Linked DNA regions of Oryctolagus cuniculus: region 1 is linked to region 2. Evidence: chromatin contacts called from public Micro-C data. All regions are on one chromosome and are shown on one strand. The core of a region is the stretch at or near the end of the contact, and the rest is flanking DNA. Distances in the headings are between cores, read along the strand shown. Region 1 holds the start of ZFP36L2 (ZFP36 ring finger protein like 2). Region 2 overlaps THADA (THADA armadillo repeat containing).

Region 1 (3,379 bases), core at 672-3,171, 320 kb before region 2:
CCGAAGGCGAAGGCGTTGTTGGCGCACGAGGCGGCCGAGCAGGCGGCGCAGGGCGCGCCGGTGGCCAGCAGGTCCTCGGCGCCCCCGGAGCCGTAGAGCAGCGCGGCCGCGGCCGCCGCTGCCGCCGCCGAGGCGCAGCACGTCGGGGCGCCCGAGGGCGTGGAGGCCGCCGAGGCCGAGGAGGAGCAGGAGGAGGCCGAGGAGGAGCAGGACGAGGCCGAGGAGCAGGAGGGCGGCGGCGGCGTGCGCGACGTGGGGCTGTCCAGCAGCAGCGGCGACTCGAGGCCCCCCGGGGGCTGGTGGTGGCCCGACGGGAAGCCCGAGAAGCTGAGGCTGTGGTGCAGCTTGGGCCGCGGCTCCCGCGCGAAGCCCAGGTGCAGCGCATCGCGCGCGCTGAAGGCGCGCAGGTCCCCGGAGGCGCCCCCCGACGGCGCGGGCCGCCGCTCGTCGGCATTGTGGATGAAGTGGCAGCGCGGCCCGTAGGGGCAGAAGCCGATGGTGTGGAAGGTGCGGCACAGCTCCGTCTTGTACTTGGGGTGCCGCGTCAGGCTGCGCAGCTCGTGGAAGCCGTGCGCGAACTGGCACTTCTCGCCGTACTTGCACGTGCCGCTCTCCTCGAAGGGCCGGCACAGCTCGGTCTTGTAGCGGGTCGAGTTGATCTGGGAGCCGCCGGCTCCCTTCTGTTGTTGCTGCTGCTGCTGCTGCTGCTGCAGGTGCAGGAGGTGCTGGCTGCGCTCGCCGTTCTCGCTGAACGAGCGGTCCCGGAATTTGTTCTCCTTGTTGAGCAGGGCCGTGCCGCCGCCGCCGCCCCCCGACGGCTCCTTGAGGGTGCCATAGGAGGCCGGGCCACCGGCCGCCGCGCTGCCGCCGTTAGCGGCGCCCGGGAACTTGGGCGAGCAGCTGCCGGGACTCGGCGCGGGGTGCGCCAGGGCGTGCAGGTTGCTGGCCGAGTGCCGTCGGAGGAAGCCCGGCGCGAAGCCCGAGGTGGGGGCGGCGGCCACGGGCGTCCCCACCGCCTTCTTGTCCAGCATGTTGTTCAGATTGAGGTTGGCCAGGGATTTCTCCGTCTGCCGGGGAGGGGAGAGCGAGCGGGGAAGGGATGAAAAGACGGACGGGGAGGCTAGCTGCACAGTCAGCCCCAACCTCTGGCTTCTTCTTTCCCAGCTCCTTTTCGCCCCATTTTTTTTTTTTTTTTTTTTTTGCAGGCTTCGCCTCGGCCTCCGCCCTCCTCCACCCGTACACACGCGCAAAAGAGCAGCAAGTTTGCGAGCAAGGCCGGCGAGGGCGGAGGCCGCCCAGCCTGGCCGCGCTGGGCTCCGACATGTGATCTGCAGCCCGCGGGCCGCCGGGTGGGCGGCGCAAACACCGTCCGGGAAGCCCCGGGCAGCGTGGCCGCCGCCGGCTCCTCCCCGCCCACAAGGCTCGAGCACACCCGGCTGCAAGCGGCGGGACTCTTCCCCGCCGGGAAAGTCACGGCGCGGAGGGGTCGCCCCGACGCGGGGGCGGCAGACGCGCCACGTCCGAGACGGCCCGGGGCCTCCGCTGGCCCGCGCGCCCGCCTCTCCCTCCCTGCTGCCCCGCGTACCTTGCACAAGAAGTCGATGTCGTAGAAGGCGGACAGAAGTGTGGTCGACATGTTTCTGGGTCCCGTAATGGTCGGAGCCGCAGGCGGGGAGGTCGGGAGGAGCCCTCGGGGCGGCGCGGCCGGCCTCGAGCCACGACGAATAACGGGCGAGGGGCGGGCAGGGGCCGAAAGTTTGCCGCGGGGCGAGCGGAGAAGCGGCGCGGACCGGGCAGGGGCTGCCCTGGAGTGCGGAGCGGGGCGGGGGGGAAGAGGAGAGGGAAGCAGAGCGCGCTCCTCCGCGCCCCGGGGTGCCGGCCCGCCCCCCGCGCGGAGCCGACGGCAGCTCGCGGACTGCTGGAACTCGGCGGCCCGCGAGCGCGCGCCCTATATAGAGCCCGCGCGCCCGGCCGCGGCGGGGCGGGCGCGCGGGGGGCGGGGACACCGCGCTGACCCCGCCGGGGTCTCCAGGCAACGCCGCCCGCCGGCTCGCGGACGTCAGGCGCCTTCCCGGCTTCCCATTGGCCGCCGCCAATTTTTTTCCTCCGGAGGGGGGAGGGAGCGGGGAGACTTCGGGGCGGGGCCGGCCGCCGGGGCGCCCGGGGCGGCACGGAGAGCTCGGCCGGGCTGGGTGCTGCTGGGTGGGTGGCGGCCGGCGGACGCGGCTCTCGCCCTCTGCTGGGGCTGCCGTGGTGGAAAGCCCCAGCACGTGTAACGTGATCAGGGCTCTGCAGTCCTGGACGGGTCTGTCCCCGCCCGCTCCTGCGAGGCGGATTTGCCAAGTTATTATCTGCTACTCTGGGTTTTGTGTTGGGCGCGGGAATTGCAAAATGCGCGAATCTTGCCAACCGTCCGCGAGGCCCGTCTGGTTTGCAAAGGGTGCTCAGGACGGAGGGCGGGGGCTCCGGCCGGGCTGCACGTGGAGCGACGCGTTGGGGGTGGGGGCGGCAGCGGCCACGCGGGCGGCCGGCCGCCGTCTTGCCCGGAGGCTCCCGAGCTGGTTTCTCCGCCCCTCTCCCCGCCCAGGCTCAGTAAACAGGGCTGGAGCGCCGGGGCCTGCCGGGCAGGGCTGAGTGTCTGAGGACAAGGCGCTGGCTTTGCTAATCACATCACAAGACCTTGAGCCGGGGCCAAAGGCGTGGAGTGGCGCGGGGCGTCCCGGGCGGGGGAGCGGACTCGGAGGACGCGGGGAGAAGCTGGGTGAGCCGTGCAGGCGCGGAGGTAGCTTCCCGCCGGCCTCCCGGGGCGTTGGGGGTGCCGCGGCCGCCGAGGGTCCGCGCCCAGCGCAGTCTGGGCCTGTCGCGCGCTCCAGGCCACTTCCCATCCCCGGCCGAGCCAGACCTGCGGCCCCGGTGGGGCACCCCCTTCGCTCTTCAGCTCCACGCCCCAACAGTTTGCACTGAGAAATGCGGTTTGCCGAAGGGTGCGCCGTCCCTGTTTGGGTACGGGGCAGACACCCGCCCGCAGCGCCGAGAGGCGAAAGCCACTGAAAGCACCTTCTCGCTCAGTCTGCACTGGCTGCCAAAAAGCTGGGGCCAGGCCCGCGCTGTCGTCCACCTGGCAGCCTGCACCCCAGCCGCGCTTAGCTGGAAGGTCCAGGGCGCTCAGGGAAGGAAGTTTACCTGGCCCCCACCCCTCCCCGAGTGGATCTCCCCACTTGCTGTGTCCGCACTAAGTTCGTTCCTTTTGGTGATCATTGTGTCAGTTAACCTGGAACAAAACGAGCTAGGCGGGTCGCTCAGGGCCCTGTGTGCCTTCCCCATGCTCTGCTCCCCTCCCTGCCCAGGGAGCTAGAGTCCAGGGTAGGGCTGGAGTTTA
Region 2 (3,396 bases), core at 330-2,829:
CCAGTCACCAGCAATGACTCTGAGCAACGCTCTGGCCACTAATGCCTATCAGATTTGGAAAAGAACACAATGATGCCCACAGTGCACTGCTGCCTGTGCCTTTCTCCATCTCAGGCTCTTGCAACATCACAAGCCCAGCTGCTAACCAGATGGAAGCACATGAGCCACAGAGTGTGAGAATAAAAATATTAGCATTATTTCCATGCAACCAGTCATGTGGTTATTATAGAAGTAATCAGTATTAGCATACTACAATATTTGTTTTGTTCTTGAATGTTCTAACACCCTAGGGAAAAAATTATCTTTATTTGAAAAAGGTTAAAAACGAAAGTACATGTTACATATCTTTTGCTGGAAAACTGTGGGAAATGGATTTGTTGAAACCATATGGAAAGGAAGAGGGAATCAATTAAAAACAGAAATCTAATAAATCTAAAATATTTCCAAATGAAATGCTTGTGGTAAGCTAATTTCTTGTAAACACTGCACTCAAGTCAGTTGAACAGTCCCAGATGGTGAACCAACTTTGTGGTCTTAAAATAAAAGTCAGCCAAAAACACCAAAGTGACTACAACTTTATCATCAATATAGTGGGAAACATGAGATCCATAATCAACCAGTATGTTACTTGTTACTCCTTTGCAAAATGTAAGTGATTTGTGGAGTTTTACTACATAGAAAATTTCAGCTAAAATTTAAGTTAAAATATATGTTAAATGGAGAAATAAAAATTTAAATGATAGTACTGCAGTTTAAGGTAAAATCTACAGTTACTTAAATAAAAATGTTTCTTAAAATACCATAGTTTTAAAATGTATTACAAAGTCTAGTATAATAAATTATCATGAACTTTCTTCAACTGGTATCTGTAACATCTATAATCTAGAAATCTAAGATCTCTGCAAGATTCTATTCAAGAAAAATTCAAACTCTTTATTTATAAAGATGCATTATAAATAAAAGGTTATGATTCATGCTTTGACCAGAAATTTTGTGTAGCTGAGCAAACATCTACCTTACCTGCTCCACTGTTAATAATCCATCAGAAGATTCTGGCGCAGACTGTATGGGCAGAAATTGGCACAGAGTGCCTAAAAGTAAAGCAACTTCCTTCATACTTCTCCAACAACATACCAGGACCATCTGAGCAGTTACATCACATGTTTTTACTTCTTTACCTTAAAATAATAATAATAATAATAATAATAACCTATTGCAACACTAGACACTCTTGATTACTCACCCCAGTTTTCTTAGAACAAGCTTATTCATAATTTCCCCAAGAATAACCTGCTTGAACAAACAGATTGTCACATGTTAAATTTATTCAGGAGAAATAAGGCAACAATTGATGAGTACAGGCTAAGAGGAGGAATCACACTATCTTTTTAATTATTTAAAAATAAATTTAAAAATAAAATACAATATTGTTTTAAAACCTTTATCTAGGGGTTGGCACTGTGGTGTAGTCTGCAGTGCCAGCATCCCATATGGGCGCCTGTTTGAGTCCTGGCTGCTCCACTTCCAATCCGGCTCTCTGCTGTGGCTTGCGAAGGCAGTGGAAGGTGGCCCAAGTCCTTGGGCTCCCACACCTGTGTGGAAGACCCAGAGGAAGCTCCTGGCTTCAGATCAGGGTGGCTCCAGCCATTGCCACCATCTGGGGAGTAAGCCAGCAAATGGAAGACCCTGCTATCTGCCTCTGCCTCTCTGTAATTTTTGGAAATTAATAAAATAAACTCTCTTTGCCTTTCTATCACTCACAAAGTATTACATGGATGACTATAATAAAAATTTTTCTAATTTATTTTGCTGAGGATAACTACTATAGCAGTAAAGGTGCAGAACTTTTTTTTAATGACTCCTTTCTTAACACTTCGTTTTTGGTTTTATTCATTTAATTGAAAGGCAAAGAGGGAGAGAGTACCCGTGTGCTAGATCATTCTCCAAATGTCTGCAATAGCAAGGGTTGAATCCACAGGCCAGGAACTTAATCCAGGTTTCCCACATGGGAAGCAGGAATCCATTTACTTGAGCCATCATCTCTGCTCCCATGGTTTCATCAGCAGAATGCTGGAGTCAAAAACTAGAGCTGCTTGTCAAACTCAGGTTCCCCAAGTGTGAGAGGTAGGTGCCTTAACTATGAACTAAACAACCACTCTCAGGATAGAAATTTTAAGATCAAAGAAAACAATAATTTTCTTTCAAAACAAAATTAAAACCCCTTGTCAATAAACTATAATTACCCCTATGTACTCTCTTATTCTAGTATTAAGAGTATTTTAGTATTCATGTTTAAAAAGGGGGAGAGGGAGCGGCACTGTGGTTAAAGCCTTGGCCTGAAGCGCCGGCATCCCATATGGGCACCAGTTCTGGTCCCAGCTGCTCCTCTTCTGATCCAGCTCTCTGCCATGGCCTGGGAAAGCAGTGGAAGATGGCCCAAGTGCCTGGGACCCTGCACCCGCATGGGAGACCCTGAGGAAGCTCCTAGCTCCTGGCTTCAGATCTGCTCAGCTCTAGCCGTTCTGGCCACCTGGGGAGTGAACCAGCAGATGGAAGACCTCTTTCTCTGTCTCTCTCTCTCACACTGTCTAAATCTGACTGTTAAAAAAAAAAAAAAAGACAAACTGCTAAATTTTTTCAAACTAAGTTAAAAAGGCAAGTTAACAAATGACATTTATAGTGTAATCCTGTATCTCTCTCTCTAACTCTTTCAAATAAATAAATCAATCTCAAAAAAGAGAGAAAAGAAATGGGATTGGGGAGGAAATGAAAAAGAACTGTATATTTATCTCTGTGTTTTTTGAAGCTATTACATTAAGCATATATCTATGCTACTTTGTATAATTAAAAAATCACAAGAACTTTTTATAAAGCAATATCCCCATCTAGTGGAGAATGTAGAACATGTAATAAATTACCTTAAATGACTGCTGACTTTTTACAGCACTGCAGAAACTCAAAAATAATGCCAAAACAAGCTGTAAGAATGCAAAATCTAGAAGCATGGTACAACCAGGCAGGTCACATTTTGCTGAGTAATAAGGTGTGGTTCCTTTAAAAGGCCTCCTGACTTTAAGAACTCACACAGCAGACAATGAACCACACCACTAGGAGAGACTGCTGCCCAACCCAGGTTCAGCATACATCATTCCTCTTACATCATCTGACTTGTAATAGTGGGTTTTAGCACTCAAAGCCTTTTGTTCTGTTTTGTTTTTTTAAAGATTTATTTATTTATTTGAAAGTCAGAGTTACACAGAAAGAAAAGGAGAGGCAGAGAGAGAGAGATCTTCCATCTGCTGGTTCACTCCCCAGATGGCTGCAACGGCCGGAGCTGCACTGATCCAAAGCCAGAAGCCAGAAGCTTCTTCTGGGTCTCCCACGCAAGTGCAGGGG

The links. A called contact is a pair of places that touch in the nucleus more often than the background predicts.
Region 1: a contact with region 2 is called in a Micro-C map of ear pinna, with 7 times the contacts expected there. The contact joins the promoter of ZFP36L2 here to the enhancer-like site in region 2. A contact is called at or near these places in 4 of 6 Hi-C or Micro-C datasets (ear pinna, psoas muscle, skin fibroblasts and 1 more).

Annotation. Positions count from the first base shown.
Region 1 is chr2:159,503,172-159,506,550 of mOryCun1.1, reverse strand. It overlaps ZFP36L2 (ZFP36 ring finger protein like 2), which reads right to left and starts at 1,921. Exons shown (of 2, transcript XM_008254731.4): 1 at 1,586-1,921; 2 at 1-1,067. The coding sequence starts at 1,636.
Region 2 is chr2:159,182,579-159,185,974 of mOryCun1.1, reverse strand. It overlaps THADA (THADA armadillo repeat containing), which reads right to left. Exons shown (of 38, transcript XM_051842959.2): 21 at 1,021-1,178. Among named protein-coding and RNA genes, the nearest start is that of THADA, 57 kb to the right of the region's middle. Within about 2 kb of position 1,579, at least 1 of the 8 cell types and tissues checked has an H3K27ac peak or open chromatin away from gene starts, as enhancers often do. A contact at or near this core is called in ear pinna, where this site is marked.